3 separate regions of the Anser cygnoides genome follow, and all the other regions are linked to region 2. A link is a contact called in public Hi-C data. All regions are on one chromosome and are shown on one strand. The core of a region is the stretch at or near the end of the contact, and the rest is flanking DNA. Distances in the headings are between cores, read along the strand shown. Region 1 holds the start of CAMK1D (calcium/calmodulin dependent protein kinase ID). Region 2 overlaps CAMK1D (calcium/calmodulin dependent protein kinase ID). Region 3 holds the start of CDC123 (cell division cycle 123).

Region 1 (2,700 bases), core at 52-2,551, 130 kb before region 2:
AGAGAGGGCACTAATTAATGCAGGAGCTGGCACACGCTCAGCCGTGTGCCTGTGCCCAGCAGAGGGTAGCATTGCCCAAACACCCCGGCCTGCCTCGGTGTTTTCCCCAAATTTACACCTCCCCACCCGGCTGAGCTCCCCCAGGCTCCAAACCCGCGTGGAAGTGGGAGCCCCAGGGGAAAGCTCCCGTGCTCATAAATGATGAGCGGTCCGGAAAATCCCTTTCCAAAGTGGGATTTTAAGGACTCTGTGAAAGGACACGGCACATTTTAAGCAGTTAGGCGCGCATTCACATCTGTTTACGAGTCGATGCAATATTTAGTCGTGTCACGCCTCATTTTCAGCCGCCTCATTTGATGACCAAGGGTTTGAGCCGCCCCCAAAAACACCCGTGGGTCCGCACCTGCCTTTTTACTTCCCAACTTGGAGGAGAAATCCACTTTTTTTTTTTTTTTTTTTTTTTTTTGCGCTTTACCTATTTGCAAGACATTAACGGGAAACCTACCCACGGGTTTAGCGCGTATTTCTGCCGTGTCACCGGGGGCGCATCCTGCCCCTCGCTCCCGCTGCGGGGTGGGCAAGGGGCTGGGGGCCACTTTTGGCCCCCACGGGGCGGCTGCGCTCACGGTGGGCACCGCAAACCCCGCGCAAAACCCGCGCATCCCCCGCGCAATCCCCGCGCAATCCCCGCGCATCCCCCGCGCAGCTCCGGACCACCCCGCCCGGCCGCCTGCGGTGTGGCTTTTAATTTTTATTTTTTTTTTCCCCCGCTTTCCCTTTTTTTTTTTTTTTTTTTTTATCTCTTTGCTTTCCCTCCCCTCCCGTTTGACGTGCGCGGTTTTGGTGCAATGCGAATTATCTCCAGTCATTCAGTCAGGAGGGGCAGCGCCAGGCAGCAGAGCAGCGGCGGGGCTGCCTCCTCCTCCTCCTCCTCCTCCTCTTCTTCCTCCCCCTCTTCTTCTTCTTCCTCCTCCTCCTCCTCCTCCCATTGCCATAACAACCGCGCACAGCCGCACCGCGCCCGGGAGGCTCGGAGCATCCAACGGGGCCCCCGCACGCCCTGCTTGGGGACAGCGGGGGGGTAGGGGGGGGGGGGGGGGAATCAGTGACCTCCCTCAAAAAAAGAAAAAAAAAAGAAAAAAAAAAAAAAAAGGGACTTTTCCTCCCGGAGTGGGGGGACCAAAGTGTCCCTGAGGGTGCTGAAGGAGGCGGGGGGGGACACGGGGCAGCCCCGGGGGTGGCACGGGGAGGGGCGAGGGGGGAGGGGGGGAGGACGAGGGGAAAGGGGGGGGGGGGGGGCAGAGAAAGTTGGGAGGAAATAGCCCAGGAAAAGTGGCACTCGTGGAGCCCGCCGGAGCGCGGAGGAAATAAAAGCGGCGGCGGGCAGGAAGTGTGAGGAGGAGGAGGAGGAGGAAGGGGAGAAGGAGGAGGAGAAGAAGGAGGAGGAGGAGGAGGAGGAGGAGGAGGAAGAGCCGGCAGAGGCAGCAGCAGCAGCCGCTGCTTTCTCAGAAGAGAAAGCAAAAGCCGCAGGCGGCTCGGTGCCGCCCGGCATCCGCGGGGCTGCGCGGGGCTGCGCGGAGCGGCCATGGCCCGGGAGAACGGGGACGGCGGCGGCTCCTGGAAGAAGCAGGCGGAGGACATCAAGAAGATCTTCGAGTTCAAGGAGACGCTGGGGACGTAGGTGGCGGGGAGCGGAGCGGGCCGGGAGGCGCCGTCCCTGCGCTGCGCGGGATTTGCGCGGGGGGGATTTGCGCGGGGGCTGCCGCCGGGGTCGCTCCGAGCATCCCGCCCGGCACCGAGCCGGGGAGGTTTGGGAATCCCGGGACAAACGGCACCGGGGGGGGGGGTTGGTAGGAGGTGAGGGATGAGGGTGGCTGCGGGGCAGGCGGCTGGGCTACCCCCCCCCAAAAAAAAAATTAAATAATAAAAAAAAAAGAACAACAAAAAGAGAAAAGAAAGAAAAAAAAAAGAAAAAGAGAAGAATAAGAGAAAAGAAAAAGAGAAAAGAAAAAGAAAAAAGAAAAAAGAAAGAAAAAAATAAGAAAAAAGAAAAATAAGAAAAAAAGAAAAGGGAAAAAGATAAAAAGAAAAAGGAAAAAGAAAAAAGAAAGGAAAAAAAGAAAAAATAAAGAAAAAAATAAAGAAAAAAAAGACCCCCCCCCACCCCCCGGTTTAAAATGTTAATAGGATAGGGAGATGGGGAAAGGCTTTTTCTTGACGGTGCCACTGTAAATAAATGCGGTCTGACTTGCATGCTGTCCCCTAAAGCTGATGGCTGCATCCATTCGTGGACGGACAAGCAGAAATAATCGGAGTGGATTGGATGTGCTTTAGCTACGATGCTTAACTGTTGTTGGGCTTTATTTCTGTTATTTATAGTGGCGGGGCATAAAGATTAGTAAAACGTTGGAGTTTTTTTTTTTTTTCTTTTTTTTTTTTCGGAAGGCTCAGAATAAACATGCGCAGATGGTGGAAGGGAGCAGGGTGCAGGCTGATGCTTTTTTGGCTGAGCGGGGAGTTTTATTTCTGTTGAGAGAAATTTTCGCTCGTCGGATGTTGTAGAGGCAGAGAGCCGCGGTTGCTGGGGAAGGGCAGGGTGCGGGCTGCCGTGTGGGTGGGCGAGGACGTGAACGCTGGGTTGTATGGGACGGGTGCTTTATCGCCATGTCCCCCCCGGTGTAAATTCAACTTCGAGCACGT
Region 2 (2,700 bases), core at 106-2,605:
TATATGCTATAGTTTCTTATATTCAATCTATAAATACGTATATTAGATTGTTAGATTATTAGATTCAATTATTATCTATGCATTAGATTATTTATATTTTTATTAGATTTTTATATTCTATCTAATCTACAGTTTATAGTTCATGCATGTTATATTGTTCAGGTACAGCACTGCCCCTGTTTGCTCGTGTTGCTGACACCTCCGTAGAAGCACATGAGCAGAATCACAGACTGGAAAGGCCAGAGGGAAAATCCTATAATTTTATTCAGTTGCATCTGCATCGTGCCTTGTGGCTCGTGTCTGCCTGCACAGCTTTCAAACCAGTGCTGCTCTGAATCTGATGAATCCATAATTTCTTTTTCTAGGTTTTTACTAGGATTGATCACTTGTATTTTTTTCTATACTTAAATTTCCCTGATTCTCACTTCCACTTATTTTTTCCCCTTCTTTGTCCCCTGGACTCCAGCAGGTCCTGGGTCTTGTAGCTGAATCTCATGGGAGGTGGCACCTTCCCTTTGCGTCAAACACAGGGGGATTTTGGGGGACACAGTAGGGTGTAGGAGATGGAAGCAGTGTCTGGGATTTGCCAGGAAGGAGGGAGAGCAGCCAGAAAAACATCAAGTGTGACAAAGTGGAGGTTGAAAGAGTGATAAGGGAGATTTCCTCAGCTGGATGTTTCCTTGTTTGCAACAATTTATATAAACTGATCTAAAATGCTTTATCCAAGCCCAGGTTTTGATGTTTGCTTTGGGGGCATTGTCAGCACAGTGCTCCTCCAGGAGAGGGAACTGGAATAATAAGGCTTTGGGTGATCTGCTTCGTCCTCCCATCAGACTGCAGAAAACCCTTTTAGCTTTTCTGCACGCTGCCTTTCCTCTGCAAAGTGAGAACAGCACCTTTGAAAAGAAAAACCCCCAGCAGGTGCTGAGGAGCTTGGGTAGCTGGGCGAGTACTTCTGCTAAGAGAGATCACCATGGGGCTGCACGGAGGCATTCTGAGGGTTAGCAGCATGAATCCCCGAACCTCTGAGATTCACTTGGTGCTTCTAAAAGGGGATAAAAGCAGAGTTAGTAAGCCATCCCCAAATCCCTCCTGATCTGTGACCATCAAGTAGCTGCCGCTGCATGGTGCTTTCCTCGGTTCTCGATTTACCCAAGCATCTGTGCAAGCCAGGAGCATCCGTCCCCATTCCCCGTGTGTCTGGTGCTGCTGAGGAGGGCCTCACACCTTCCCTGCTCCCCTCCGTGCTTTGCAGGGTGGACAAAATGCGGCGTCAGTAACGCACCCGATCCCACAAATCCCGAGGTGGTGTCGTAAAGAACGGTGTCGAGCCAGGGAGGCTTCATTATTTTGTAGCAGGGCTCTAGGCGATTGCTGTCCCGTGTTTTAGAGCAAGGAAAGGGGTGCACGAACTTGTGCAGACTGAGCAAAGAGCAGCAGCGGCTGCTGCTGGCTGCAGTGACCTCTGCTGGGAAGCACACAGCTGCTCGGCTTCACTGGCCCGACCTGCAGCTGGGTCTTACCCGTAGGCTTCTGCCCGAGCTAGCTCCCTTGATTATCGCTATTTTCTAATTTTGAATTCCATTTTCCCTTAAATAGCATATCGTTCGGGATTCCCTCTGAGTATGGAAATGTTGTGCGAGCCAAGCGACGTGCGCTTTGGCAGGAATATTAAGCACTGCGTAACGCCGAGGTGAAGGCCCTGCTGATCATGGGGAGGCTGAGGCAAAGCAGAAATAAATGCCTCTGACCGTCACAGAGAGCCCCTCCAGTGCCAATGGTCGATGGGGTGGCTGTTGTGCATGGCTGTGATGCCCCAGGATATCTTCTTCCAAATATCCTCATCCCTACAGGGTGACTCCTTTTATTCTTTGGGGGTGATTCAGCTTCTGCTGCCTTCTTTCCCTTTCTTCTTGGGTCTTCTATCCCCTGTCTCTCTCCTTCATTCTGCTTTCGTTTCTCTCCCTGAGTCTTTCACCGAGGAATCGCTTTAAAGCTGAGCAAGTGCATCCGCCTTCAGACAGTGCAGCAGCACGGGGCCCATTTGCTTTGCAAATGAGGAAAGGGAGAAGGTCTTGTGGCAGCCCTCAGCCTGCAGCGCTGTGTGTCTGATGGGCTCCTCTCTGCCCTCTGCCACCCCAACTGCTCGTCTTTGTGGGTGCTCCCCCCCCGTCACCCATGGGCGTGCAACCTCTAGGTGTTGCTGGCGGCTGCCTCACAGGGCTTGGGTTGAGTTTGGAGAACCTCCGAGGTTCCCAAAATAAAAAGGAGGCTCTCGAAATAGAAAATAAAAATAGAAATGCAAAGCGTTTGATTTGCCACACGTATATAGAAAGGCATTAATATATGTGTGCGGTAAAAATGTGCTGCAGACTATGTTGGAGGCTTTAAACAGCTATCACTACTGATATTAAAACTACCTTCTCTGTCATGATGGTATCAGGTACACAGACGATCACACGCCTGTGTGTGTGCATAAAGGAAAATGAATAAACATACATAAGAGTTTCCATTAAAAGTGAATATTTGCTGGAAATGCCTTTTGGGAACTAAGAGTGCCTTCAGCTCACTGAAACAAAGCAAAACTGTCCTTGCCCTACTTGCAACCCTTAAGGGACTGTACAAAGCCAAGCGGGTGGTCTATTGGTTTCCTGCTGTCAATAAGAAGAACTTGATTTGTGATGCGGTCTACCAGGAAAT
Region 3 (2,700 bases), core at 85-2,584, 190 kb before region 2:
ATGTCCACATTTACCAGTCTTCTTAGCGTGAATCAACACTATTTGAACTATAAATTCTAGGAAAAAAACACACAGGTTGGCCCACTTCTACCTTCTTGTTGGCCCACTTCTACCTTCTCTGATGACTTCCACGGTTAGGATCACAGGATATTGCCGGCAAATTGTGCTGCTTGTTCCATTTGCCTCATGTAGGGCTCAAATTCAGACCTCAAAAAGTCATACCAGTTACAAAAGGTATAACTTTACGCCCATTGCTTATTCCTTTACTGAGTGGTTTCCTTCGAAGGGAATATCCAACCTTTTGACATCAGTTTCTACATTATCCTTCCTGAAAGTTAAGATCTAAAACCAAGTGAGGCCTGGGAATGAGCTTACAGAGCAGCCAGGCTACCAGGGCGTTACGTTAACCTCTTCAAGTCACAATAGATGGATTAGCTTTTCTAAACCTCTTTTCAAAGGGAATTATCTGATCCAAGCTACACATCCCAACTGACAGCAACCAGATTTAACAGAAGCTCAGCAACTGTGTCCCAAGGCAAGATTAAGCTAAAACACCAGACAGGATCCCTTCTGCAGAACGTGCAAAAGGGGCACTGGCGAGTGTTTTATGCACAATTTATCCAGCAGAGTGCTAAGATACGTGCTCAAAACACACATTGCTGAAGTTTGGGAAGTCACTTTTATTCACCGATTTGTCACCAGGTTGCAGCGAAGTTCGCTTGTATTTCAGCAACACGATTCGAGCACCAAAATCAATTGATTAGAAGTTGAGAGGAGAGGAAAAGGGAAGAAAAAACATGTCATTTCTGTCCTTATTTCAGCAGTATGGATGACCCACTCACTCAGAAGTGAATAAAATACGGAGAAATAACCGGCTCCTGCCACGTAGAAGAGAACAAAAAAAGAAAAAAGGGAAAAGAAGGACAGTTTTGTGCAAGCAGAAGAGGGTTAGCAGCACCCGTGTGTTGCTGCCAGCCTCCCCTGAGGGGCAGAGGAGGGTGAACTAAAATCGCAAAGTTCAGAGGAAATAGGGGAATATGGAACTGAGCACGGAGAGCACCGAGCGGGACCGAAGGGGGGGCTCGAAGGCAGAGCAGAACCGGAGGGCTTAAAAACCCCACATTTCCGTGGGCAATTCCGCGGCTCCCGGGGAAATACTTAAGGAAAGGGATGAAAGGGCGTCTGGACGCCGTCCCCAGCGGGTGACCCCGCAGAAAAGCCCCACGTACGAGCTGTGCCCGGCGGCAGGAAGGGAGCCGGGGCCGCGGCCGGGTGGCGCTGACGAGATGGCGGCGGCTGAGGCGAGGCGGGGCCGGGCCGGGTGCGCCGCCGATGCCGGCCCGGGCGGCTCCGGGAGCGGAGGGGAGGTTCCGGGCGGAAAGGGAGCTTTTTGGGGAGAAAAGGGGACGAAACGGGTCGGGCCGTGCCGTGCCGGCCTGAGGGGAGGATGAAGAAGGAGCAGGTAGCGCACTGCCGCTTCTCCGTGTGGTACCCGCTGTTCAGGACCGTCACCATCCGTAGGTGCGTGGGGTTGGGGGAGCCCCTGTGGGGCGGCGTGTGAGGGGGGGTGTGGGGCGGTGTGTAGGGCGATACGTGGGGTGGTGTGAGGGGTGGTGTGGGTTTGGAGGCAGGGGGAGTTTATGCGAGGCTGGTCCTGGCCCTGTGGGTTAGGCTGCGAGCTCGGTTAGACCCGGGGAGGGGTGTTTGGGGCCGGGCTGGGTGAGAAATAAGGGCCTGCGTGGGGCAGTGCTGGGTGGGAGGAAACAAAGAGGTGTCCATCGAGGCTCCAGGGGCTGCCCCAGGACCTGGAGCCTTCTACATCCACCCCAGGGAGCTGCTTTGGGAGGCCCGAGGTGCAGGCCTGGCGCTGGTGTTCTCCGTGTTGTGCTCTGGTGGGACCCCAGGCTGTCCGCATCCCACCTTGTGCCCGCTTGGTTGCTCAGAGAACCGGGCTGAGCGCCCCCAAAACAAGTGGCTAACTTCACGTTCCTGTATATTTTTTGGAAAAAGTAGCAGCTTCTGTGGTTGCTGAGGTGCCGCTGCGGGTCACCCGGTGGTTATGAGACCCACCAGCAGCTCAGGGAAGTCAAACTCAAGAAAGGTGCCCCGGTGGATCAAAAAGCTGTAATTATCAGGCATTTGGTAATCAAAGCATTTCATCTTTATGCATTTTAGTGTTTAGCCAGTGTAGGGTTTTTGGTCAATTTAGCAACAGTCATACATTTTTGGAACATTCAAGTGATAAAGGCAAATTTTGGTTTGGATTTTAGTAGGGAAACATTTGTTTTGAACAACACATTGCCCCTCTCCTCACTGGCCACATGCAGTCTTTGAATTTCTTACAGGTTTGAAGAAGTGGAGTATTTCTGTGCATTTTGTCTGAGATTTTTGTCTCTTTCTTTCTTCTCTACTTCCCTGGAAGGAAAAAGAGAGTTGCATTTTGGGAAGGGTGGGAGGGGAGGAAGAGAAACATGTCTTTTCATAGCATTACAGAATAAAACATACCGATATTGAGGTACATTCCATTTAAAAGCTATTATTCTTACGCAACAATTTATTATTTTAGCAAGTAATATTGATAATAAATTACTGAACTAATTTTCTTGTTTTTTTTTTTTTTTTTCCAGTGTTATACTTCCCCTGCCAGATAATGTGAAAGAATACTTGCTGGATGATGGGACGCTTGTGGTTTCTGGAAGG

The links. A called contact is a pair of places that touch in the nucleus more often than the background predicts.
Region 1: a Hi-C map of liver shows a contact between it and region 2, with 2.6 times the contacts expected there. The contact joins the promoter of CAMK1D here to the enhancer-like site in region 2. A contact is called at or near these places in 5 of 7 Hi-C or Micro-C datasets (fetal liver, granulosa cells and liver).
Region 3: a contact with region 2 is called in a Hi-C map of liver, with 2.0 times the contacts expected there. The contact joins the promoter of CDC123 here to the enhancer-like site in region 2. A contact is called at or near these places in 2 of 7 Hi-C or Micro-C datasets (both in liver).

The regions. Positions count from the first base shown.
Region 1 is chr1:6,858,974-6,861,673 of Taihu_goose_T2T_genome, forward strand. CAMK1D (calcium/calmodulin dependent protein kinase ID) reads left to right here and starts at 1,302. Exons shown (of 11, transcript XM_048062699.2): 1 at 1,302-1,677. The coding sequence starts at 1,586.
Region 2 is chr1:6,988,471-6,991,170 of Taihu_goose_T2T_genome, forward strand. All of the region lies in intron 2 of CAMK1D (calcium/calmodulin dependent protein kinase ID), which reads left to right. Among named protein-coding and RNA genes, the nearest start is that of CAMK1D, 130 kb to the left of the region's middle. Within about 2 kb of position 1,356, at least 2 of the 3 cell types and tissues checked have open chromatin away from gene starts, as enhancers often do. A contact at or near this core is called in fetal liver and liver, where this site is marked.
Region 3 is chr1:6,799,875-6,802,574 of Taihu_goose_T2T_genome, forward strand. It overlaps CDC123 (cell division cycle 123), which reads left to right and starts at 1,335. Exons shown (of 13, transcript XM_048062496.2): 1 at 1,335-1,521; 2 at 2,628-2,699. The coding sequence starts at 1,448.